2 separate regions of the Gossypium hirsutum genome follow, and region 2 is linked to region 1. Evidence: chromatin contacts called from public Hi-C data. All regions are on one chromosome and are shown on one strand. The core of a region is the stretch at or near the end of the contact, and the rest is flanking DNA. Distances in the headings are between cores, read along the strand shown. Region 1 holds the start of LOC107924520 (nucleolar complex protein 2 homolog). Region 2 holds the start of LOC107924431 (peptidyl-prolyl cis-trans isomerase CYP65).

Region 1 (5,199 bases), core at 2,621-5,120:
TTGAGTATATCAGCATTTAAGTCATCTTTACCTCCTAGTTGGTATCAGAATGAACCAATCATCGACCCTCAAAACACTATATAATCCCACAGCATCAGCAGTTTGCTATCAATAAGACCTAATTACCTTTTTCTGTAGCCTCTCTAATTTTTTCTTCTTCTCTGTAAGCTCTATACAAATCGCCCTGTTCTGCTCCAATAACTCAATAGCACCACCGTTGTCTACATCCATATCTACAAACGCATAGATAAATGAAGTGGAAATGTTAGCAATAACAATAAGGGAAAAAACACATAGAGAAATAACTGTTTATATGCCTTCACCATCTTGATCACTCTCAGTTCCATTTTCATCTGTATATGGACAGCTCGAGCCCTGATAAATAAATTCAAGCATCAATATGAGAAACCCTGTCAACCCTCAAAAGAAAGCCAACTGAAGATTTTGAGGGGTTTTATATTTCAAAACCTCAGATAAATATCCATCACTCTCCGAATCATCTTCAACCACATCACTCTCATCACTAAATACCGCATCAAGCTCAAAATCCTCTATATTTTCGCATTCCAAGTCTCTGAAAACATATTTTAAATGTACCAAGAAAATGCAAACCATCACATATCAGTATAGTCTAAGCACCATTCAAAACAGAAACTAAAGAGCAAAAGAGGAGAATTCAAATGAAATATATGATTATTACTATATAAGATCATTTTCAACAAACCATGATTTTAATTTTACTTTTAACAAAAAAATGAACAGAAAAAAAAAAGAGACTAAAATGCATTGAACCATTAATTGTTTAATATTAAAATTACATCATACTATATTGTATTATTCATAAAAGCCCAAATTTTAATTTTTTTACCTTCCACTTGACTTCTCTATTTGATCTTCTTCCAGGTTTTCGGCTTCATCCTGCTCGTCTCCTATAAAGTTTTCACCAAAAGTAAGAGTTTCACTAACAAATTAAATTAACATCCTCAAGAGCAGATGAACAAGCCACACTTTAAACTCAAAAAAATCATAGACAATGCAATAAAACCACATTTTCTTTTTTCCTTGGAAAACTTACTTTTAGAAGCCTTCTTTTTGAACATGGATTTCAACTGCCGCTTTCTTTTCAACACAGATTGAAGATTCTTCTTCGCAAACTTCCTTGCCTTTTTACCTAATTTTCCCATTTTTTCTAAATAATTCGGAAAAACCAAAGAACAAAAAGGTAATGAAAAGATTAGTTATTATTTTACAATTTTATCAGTTTAATAAAGAAAGAGAGGTTTTTGAACCTGCAATAATGGCGGCTTTGTTGTGTTTTTGAGGTTTTTGGTTCTTTTTGTTAAGTACATTTAGGGCTTTCAAGTAAAATGGAGACATAAAAGGGCAAATATTTTTATTTTAATTTGTTTAGAGATAATTTTATAATTTTAGAAAAAGGTAAATATTTATTTTAAATTTCTGATGCTATTGAAATTAAGCAAAGCTTATTGATTAAAATTGTGACAAGAAAATTATGTTTTTGATTCAATGGCCGAAAGTACAATCACAGTCAAACTAAAAATGCATAAAAAAAGATAATTCGAATCAATAGAAAACAAAAAAGGAGGGCAGAAATCATGATTTAATCAGCTAAAGCAATCGGAATCACATGATCAAGAAATTAAACTACAAAAGAAAAAAGAAATTAAACAGAATCACAATCATTATAACATAACCCTATAAGTTAAATTTTTTGAAAAAGCCAAAAAGAAGTAATTTAACCAAGTACAAATTATGGTACTATTTCACGGATAAAATGATAAACAGTTAATTATCGGCAACTTGAAGTAAAATAAGCGTCAAAATAAAGAGAATTTTTCAAAAAAAAAAGAAGTAAAACACGAACAGGGAAAATAAATAAATAAATCTGATTCTTCATCAACAAACAGATCTGACTGGACTTTTTCTTTAGCAGACATGATTGGAATTAGAGCTGATCATAGGCTGAGCCGGGCCTCAACAGAATTTTAGATCCGTTTTCTAAGCTCGAGCTCAGCCCAAAAAATGAACCTAAAATTTTGCTCAAGCCTGGCCCGAATTATAGATTCTAAACCTGAGCCCAGCCTGGCCCATATTTAAAATTTAGCTTTAGTTGCTTAATTACATTAGTTGATATTTGGAAATGGATGGTAACAAGCAATAATTGAAAAAAAAGAAGACAAAAAACCTTGAAAATAAAGAGGAAAGATAGAAACAAAAGATGTAAAAGATGGTGGGTCATAATTGAAGGTACTAAAAAGGTGAAGGAACCAGCAATCTCAAAAATTTTCCACATAAAGAAACGAAATCGAACATTTATAATCTTAAATGCCCAAATTCAAAGTGAAAAAAAAAATTAAAACTTTAATAGACCCAAATGTAATAAAAAATCAAAAAAACAATTATCACTTCTGATTTGCCGGTACAACTTTTCATGTGCTTATTATGCTCTCCTATAGCTCAACTATCTTTCTTCGACATTGCGTCATAGTTTGGTATAAGGGTAAATAATTTAATCTGAAAATTAAAGTTACAAAACTTGAGTATTGAGAACTAGGATCAATCCCATTTTGACCCTTAACAATTACCCATTTCTTAAAACTTAAACCACATGTAAATTAGTATGAATCTCCAGCACCTACATCAATGGCAAGAAAAAGTTATAGCTTTCTAATCCATGAAGTACTCCTATTCTAATCCATGAAGTACTCCTATTCTAGGGCTAAACAGTTAACTCCAGTAAAGTTGAAGAACCTTTAAATAACTGAGAATTTAAGCTTTTGAGACACTTTAACACTGAATTCAAAACTTAAAATCCATGTATCTCTCATTCAAAGAATAGACCAAAGAAATAATCTTTAACAATGAATTCAATATAACATTAAACACTAAAAAAACAAAACGATGCATTAAGTGATTGAAGAACGGAAAGATCTCACCGATTAATGATTGAAGAACGAAAAGAGCTCACCGATTAATCAAGAAATTAAAGAAGCAAACACCCAAAAAGAAAATTTGATTTACTGGCAGCTTCGAGGAAAAGTAGGATTGAATATAGAAGAGATTGAAAAAAACCTAGTTTTTCTTGAATTGTTAGGGACTAGGTTTCTATTGTATTGTTTCATGAACCGTGTCCGAGCGGTGTATTCCGGGTTACAGGCCTTTTTTATTTTTTCTATTAAAGGGTGAGCTGCAAAAATAGAGTGCCTAACTGCTTATGAAACGATGATGGCGGTGGCGGGTGGAGAAATTGGTGGTATTTTCTTTCTTACTGTTGGGGTTTTAGAAATTGGTGGAGTGAGTGGAATGGAGACAAAACTGTAATATGTATTAAAAAATTGCAACTTGCACAAAAATTAATTTATCATCAACAAAATCAAGAAATTGCAGCTGTCCATAGAAAAAAAACAACTGTCCATAGAAGTCATGGAGATACCAGGAATTGGACGAGATTGACCGGCGGCACAGCGGGACGGCGACGACTGAAGGCTGAAGCGGAGGAGGCGAAGGCAGTGGTGAACGCCAGCGACAGAGGAAGCAGCAGCTTCACCGGAACGACGACAGTGTCTTGATGGAAGAACGAACGGGGCGACACAACGGTAATAGGCGCCGGCGACAGAGGAACCGGGAGACGGGGTGGCCGCCGGAGTAGAGACGGCTATCGACGGGCAGCTGGCTGGATTTAGACGGATTAGATTCTTCCTTTCCTGTTGCAAAACCTAACGAATTTAAACCGTCGGATTTCGCTTAAAGGACGGATGGGAAAGAGAAGTTGAATTCTGATGGGCGGCTGACTGCTTTAAGTTTAATAGTCAACACCTTCAAACCTACTTATTTCAATTTACCTTTTGGCACCTAAATTTGACTTTAATGTTCGAATTAGTACTTTTTTTTTTCAAATCGGGTAGGCTTTGCATTACACATTTCAATCTATTTTTGCAACCCATTAAAAGTTTAAATTTTGAGGATAGTCCTATACTTATTAATTTGTGCTTTATGCTGACTTAATTTATCTACTTTTATTTGCTCAAAATTGGTCCTCTATTTTTTGATTTGCTGATTTTCAGTCATTTCATTAATTTTTCAATTAACATTATTAAAAAATAGAAACAATCACAAATTTAACTCCTCAACCTTTACAAATTTTATCAATTTAACCCCTATTCTTTTATTTTTGCTTTAGTTATTAAAAATAATAGAAAAATAAAAACTTTATAAATTTTCCCGTATGTTCCAACAAATTAAAGATAAAAAAGAAAAAAACAAAACTTGCTATTAATTATTACTAGGAGAGGTTTTAACTTGTAATTCTCATTTAGCAACAATAAGTACCGTGTATATTATGTAATCTACATTATAAATCATTGAACTTAACCTCAACTTTCAAATAGACCACAAACTTTTTATTTAATCAAATTACATCATTTAACTTTAATTATTAATGTAATGCCCAAAAATTTTGAATTTCTAATTTGTTAAATTTTGTCATAATTAAATAATTGCTTCAATGGTTAAGGGCCTTGAATGTGTGTTTGAGGTCATGGGTTTAAATCTCTCTTTTAGGGAAATTTAGTTATTTTTGTTCGTAGGCCTATCTTTGTTATTCGGCTTAAGTATTATATTTGATCAATTTATGATAAAATGAGCTTGCTAGTTTAGTGGTAAGGTGTTAGTTTGCCCTTTGGTTTTATGTTTGAATCCCCGCGTGAGCAAGTAGGTATGTTTATTTTTACTTCCTCTGTGTGTTGTTCACATGTAGAAGTGGAGTCGAATTGAAATTCTATAATGTTTTTTCCTTTTTCATTCTCCTTCTAATTTTGTTGTTTCTGTTGTTTTTTTTTCCATTTCATCCCTTTTTGTTATTTTTCTTTCCCAAACAAAATTTAAGTTCAATTTTGGTTCTTCTTTCTTCTATTTGTCAATTCGGCTTTGCTCGTAACCCCGCTTGCTTTCAATTCCATTCTTGTTGTTCTAATTTGGTAAGTACTCGGGGTGGGTGAAGTTATTATTTCAGTTAGTTGATGTGTAAGTTAGGATTTTCTTTATTCCTTGTAATGGAAGTAGTTTTTTATTGTGTTTAATCATTTTTATGCTCAATTAGGGGAAAATCGTGAGACGTTTGGTGTTCCTCTAGGGAGTTAATTGTTGTTCTTAAGGGTAAGTGAACGTATTCGTCATTAT
Region 2 (5,003 bases), core at 2,240-4,739, 280 kb after region 1:
CCATTTTAACCTTTATAATAAACATATAAAATCACTTAATATAAGGTCATCTATGTTAAATTCCATTATCAATGGTTTAATAATATCATAAGGACCTTTCATTTAATAAACCATAACAATTAAGCACTTTAAACAATAGAATGTAACTTTTGTATTTTATGCGATTTAGTCCTTTTATCAAATTAGACATCCAATCGATAAAATTAAATCACGAAACTTTCATACATACATGCTATAATACTATAAGCACATAAAATAATATTAAAATAATTTTTTGACATCGAATTTATGATTCTGAAACCACTGTTCTGATTTAGCTAAAACCGGGTTGTTACAATAGGTGATGTGGATGTCAAATGGTTGATGAATTGAGAATTAGTATGCTTGTGAACTTAGGTAAAATAATGCATGTTTTGAAAATGACTATGTTGATGATTTGAGAAAGTGAAATTGGTATAAAATTGGATGGTGTGTTGTGAGATTGTATGCCTTGTGTTGTTGGTATTGAAATGGTATAATTTATGCTTGGATGAGTTAGATGAATGCCTATATATGCTGTGTTTTGGTGCCAAATGGGTTGGTGTAGGTACATGCAATTTGGGTGGCAAAATGGCTTGGTAAATAGCCTATTTTTGTCCACACGGGCAGAGACACGGGCGTGTGTCTCAGCCGTGCGTGACACACGGTTATGTTACACGGTCGTATGTGCCCTGATGTTAAATTTGAAATCAAGTGAGTATGCTTCACATGACCCCATACACGGGTGGGTGTGTCATGGCCATGTGGCATAAGTCAGTATACCCTACAGGTTTGGCACGGCCTAGCACATGGCCTGACACACGGGCGTGTGTGGCCATTTCTAGGGCACACGGGCTAGTCACACGGGCATGTGTGTTGGCCATGTGACCCAAGTCAGAGAGTTACACGGGGTCGGGCACGGGCTGGGACATAGCCATGTGTTCACATTTTAAATGTCCACAAGGCCTATGACATGGGCGTGTCTTTTGCCGTGTGAGACACACGGCCGGGCCACACGGCGTGTGTCCCCTGTATTTTGAAAAATTTTCTAAATGTTTCAAAAATTTCTTGAGTTATCGATTTAGTTCTGAACCACTTTTAAAGCATGTTTAGGGTCTCGTAGGCTTGTATTAAGGACAATGTGATTGAGTTTGAATGATGATTGCATGAAATTTAAAAATGTATGTGATACGGATGTTTAATTTTTTATAAGTCCGATAATGCTCCGTAACCCTATTCCAGCGTTGAATACGGGTGAGGGGTGTTACAACTACACTCGGGCACGAATGAAGGCGATGGAGACCAAGGTGAAGACGAAGAAAATGACGAAGGCGAATATGAACATGAACATGAACATGATGGCGACGAGGGTGGGGGTAAAGACAAACATAATGAGGACAATGGTAACGAATCAGTTTATGAGCCCTTAGTAATAGTTGTACGCAGAAATCCTCCTCACGATAGTCACCCACTGTCGTGCGGCACACATTCTCCCTGATGATGCTGATGATGTATTTTTTAACTTGTCTATAACGATGTAAATATAGATGACATCAATAAAGAAACCACAAATTTTCATTGTAACTCATATCTTCCTCTTTGTTACTTTCTAACGTAAGTTAATAAGAAACCACAAATTTTTATTGCAACTCATTTTTTATTCAACTTGGGTCCCGTTCGATATATTGTTAGTTCAAATAATCATATCTATGTCTCTATTTCTAAGAGTCAATCTAGCTTCGATAGTCAAGATAAGTTATCTCTCCGATTGGACTGATAGACAAGATAACAGTCCTAGTATGAATTATTTGATCAATTTGATTCTATGAACTACAAATAATTTAGATTAACTACTAGTATAAATTGTCTCATCATTTTATAATCTGATCATATAATGTAACGTATTATTAATTAAACCTTGAATAATTAGTGAGTCAATATTCATTTATTCATTTAGTTTTCACATTTGAAAACACTCATATAAAGTATATTAAGTGAACACATTGTAATTTTATTTATTAAATCAATTAAAAAATTAAAAACTATGATGAAATCATTCAACTTAGAGCACATTCTAACCTAACAAGCTTTAAAAAAACGTAGTTGAACACCGATAAAATTATGCAATTACTAAAGCCCAATTTGACAAATGATGCTTTTCTAGTTTTCATCCGAATTATGAAACAATTAAAATACTTGAAAAGTAAAGAAACTTTGAAAAAGCCTCCATTTTTTTTAATCAATAACGATAATTTTACTAAAACCAATACAAATATCACACCTTTCTTTTGGAAGAAATTCCGGTTATTATTGGGACTGGGTGTTAACCCATTTGTCGAGTTGACTAGTGGAGAAACGTGTGAAGGCAATTCATTGTTTGGACTTTAGAGTAAAGGAATTGGATTGATGGTTTTATTAGTAAAAATATATAAAAGTAATTTGATTCAGTTTTATTATTGAGCTCAATTGCTTTGTATTGATTTTTAAGTCAATTGCTCTGATGTTCTATCTAGATTAATATTTCTATCAGTTTTTAATTTAATTAATTTAATCCAATTCAAACAACCATAGTTAGAATTCGATTGAATAAAAAAATTTAATTGAAAACTAAAAATGGAGAGGTTTAATTACATTTCCATCCCTTTACTTTTAGAAATTTATAAAATTTTTAGAATTTATTAAAAATTTATTATATTTTTAAATTTTCAAATATTTTTTTAATATTTGTTGACATGACATACAAAGACGGAATATAAAAAGAGTCAAAGGGGCTTGATCCTCTCAAAAATTTGAAAAATGATTAATAAACCCTTCAAAATTATTCATAATTTACTTAGGCCCCCAAATTTGTTGAAAAATTTAATTAAGCTCTTTAAAAGTTTTGAAAATTTTAATTAAACCCTTTTAAAAAATTTAATTACTCAATAATTTTCTAAAAAAAATTAGAGCCTTATTTTTTTTTTGAAAAATCTCATTAAACATCAAAAATTTTGAAAATTTTAATTTGATCTCTCTAAAACTTAATGCCACATTCGGCCACCGATGGCTTAAAAGATAAAATAATGGCACATCAACAAAGAAGGGTAAAAAGAGCTAAATTGAATAAAGATGTAAAGTTCACTAATTAAATTTATTATTATGTCATATATATATAATCAAAATGAACATTTAACGATATAATTTTAATAGAGAGACTATTTTGCTAATTATCTAATATACACAGACTAAATTTTCACATATCCATTTTTCTATATTTTCAGAGAAAGAGAATTAATACATGATAGATTCGATAAATGCAATATGAGATACATTATAGGGACTGATATGGAAAGTTTATCGAAAAAATATGAACTGTTTTATAATATATAAAAAGAAAAAGAAAATGGGAAGTTCTTAAGTTTTTTTGAATAAATGAAAATAAGCCCAATTATTTCAACGGGCTTTAAATTGGGCCGTTTTAGCTGATTCAAAAGGTCGGTAATTATCGGAAGCGATACTCTGATACTCAGGGTCTCAAAGCGGTCAAAAGTCAAAGTCTCTCCCCATAATCCCTAATCCCTCACCAGAAAAAAATCCAATTCCCCTTCCCCCAAATCATAAACCCTAGCCATAGCAATTGAATTGTCCCGGAGAAGGTCGCCAAGATGGGAAAGAAACAGCACAGCAAAGATCGAATGTTCATAACGAAGACGGAGTGGGCTACCGAGTGGGGCGGCGCTAAATCCAAAGAAAATCGTACCCCTTTCAAACGCCTTCCCTTCTATTGCTGCGCGTATGCCTCACTTTCCATTCCCATTTTTGCTTTATACCATTTTTGCTTTATATCTTATTATATTCATTTTTTTTCTGGTTGTCTTATTCAGCCTTACATTCACGCCCTTCGAGTTGCCTGTATGCACGAAGGATGGCAGCGTCTTCGATTTAATGTTGGTATCTTTTCATTTCGTTGTTACTTTTTTCAAGCTTTTATATAGTGTAATTTAGGGGGTTTTGTTATTTTTTTATTGTTTTCTTGTGCAGGAATGTAGTTCCCTATATAAGAAAGTATGGGAAGCATCCGGTTACTGGGGCTCCATTGAAGCAGGAGGATCTTATCAATCTTACTTTCCACAAGAACTCTGAAGGTTTGAAATATTTATTTTCGAGTTCACGTTTTAATTCAATGAACCAAAGAAATTGAGCAAGCCATATAATATACTGCTGTCAGGTTTCAACAAAGTATGTTGTAGATTTAGAAGTAAATTTTCTAAAGTTCATGTTAAAAGGGGATACTTGTTTGAAATATTGTTCCTTTTAGTAAAAAAATATAGTTTAATTAAGATGCTGTTCCTTGTGTGAATTGTCGATTTGATTATAGATTACATTAATAGCTTTCTAGGTTCTTTTATTTGGTGCATGAGATAAATGGTGGATGTATATTTTGCATGAGTTACAGCAATTTCCTGCAAAACTAAATATTGGTCTTCTATTCTTTACCTGACTTCTTATAACTTTTTCAACAAGGTTGAACTTGAGTGTGTGTGTGTGTGTCTTCATTTAGCTATGACATGTGAATTTTGGATGTTAGACAGTTACCTTGTTTTGGGTTGAAAAAACGAAACCATGGGACGGTTGTTGCATGTTATATTTAGGTTATTATTGTCATTTTCTCTATAAACGAGCTTGTGAAGGATGCAATTTCTGCCCGCTTTTGTAGTTACTTCCTGTTCTTTATTATTTTAAATACTTAAGGTTCTGCCAGACTAGAGTGCACTGCATCTTTGGTTTAATTTTGAGCCAAAAATCAAGAAGTTGGAATTAGAGTCTGCTTGTCTATGGCCTCTTTCTTCAGTGTCACAGTTTAATATTTGTAGGTTCTGTCAAGACAACCTTCTGCAATTACTGTGAAGTTGGTAACAAGGGTAGTAGGGGAAATTGCACTTGCACATACTAATAAATCCTATGTTTGTTATACTTTGAAATCATATCTTTGGGGAATCAATTTT

Evidence for each region. Hi-C and Micro-C count contacts between places; a contact is called where the count stands out from the background.
Region 2: a Hi-C map of leaf shows a contact between it and region 1, with 2.6 times the contacts expected there. The contact joins the promoter of LOC107924431 here to the promoter of LOC107924520 in region 1. A contact is called at or near these places in 8 of 34 Hi-C or Micro-C datasets (callus, leaf and petal).

Annotation. Positions count from the first base shown.
Region 1 is chrA12:41,314,293-41,319,491 of Gossypium_hirsutum_v2.1, forward strand. It overlaps LOC107924520 (nucleolar complex protein 2 homolog), which reads right to left and starts at 3,871. Exons shown (of 14, transcript XM_016855011.2): 1 at 3,455-3,871; 2 at 1,076-1,189; 3 at 869-929; 4 at 469-574; 5 at 318-375; 6 at 127-233. The coding sequence starts at 1,184.
Region 2 is chrA12:41,595,657-41,600,659 of Gossypium_hirsutum_v2.1, forward strand. It overlaps LOC107924431 (peptidyl-prolyl cis-trans isomerase CYP65), which reads left to right and starts at 3,490. Exons shown (of 11, transcript XM_016854881.2): 1 at 3,490-3,790; 2 at 3,882-3,944; 3 at 4,039-4,142. The coding sequence starts at 3,663.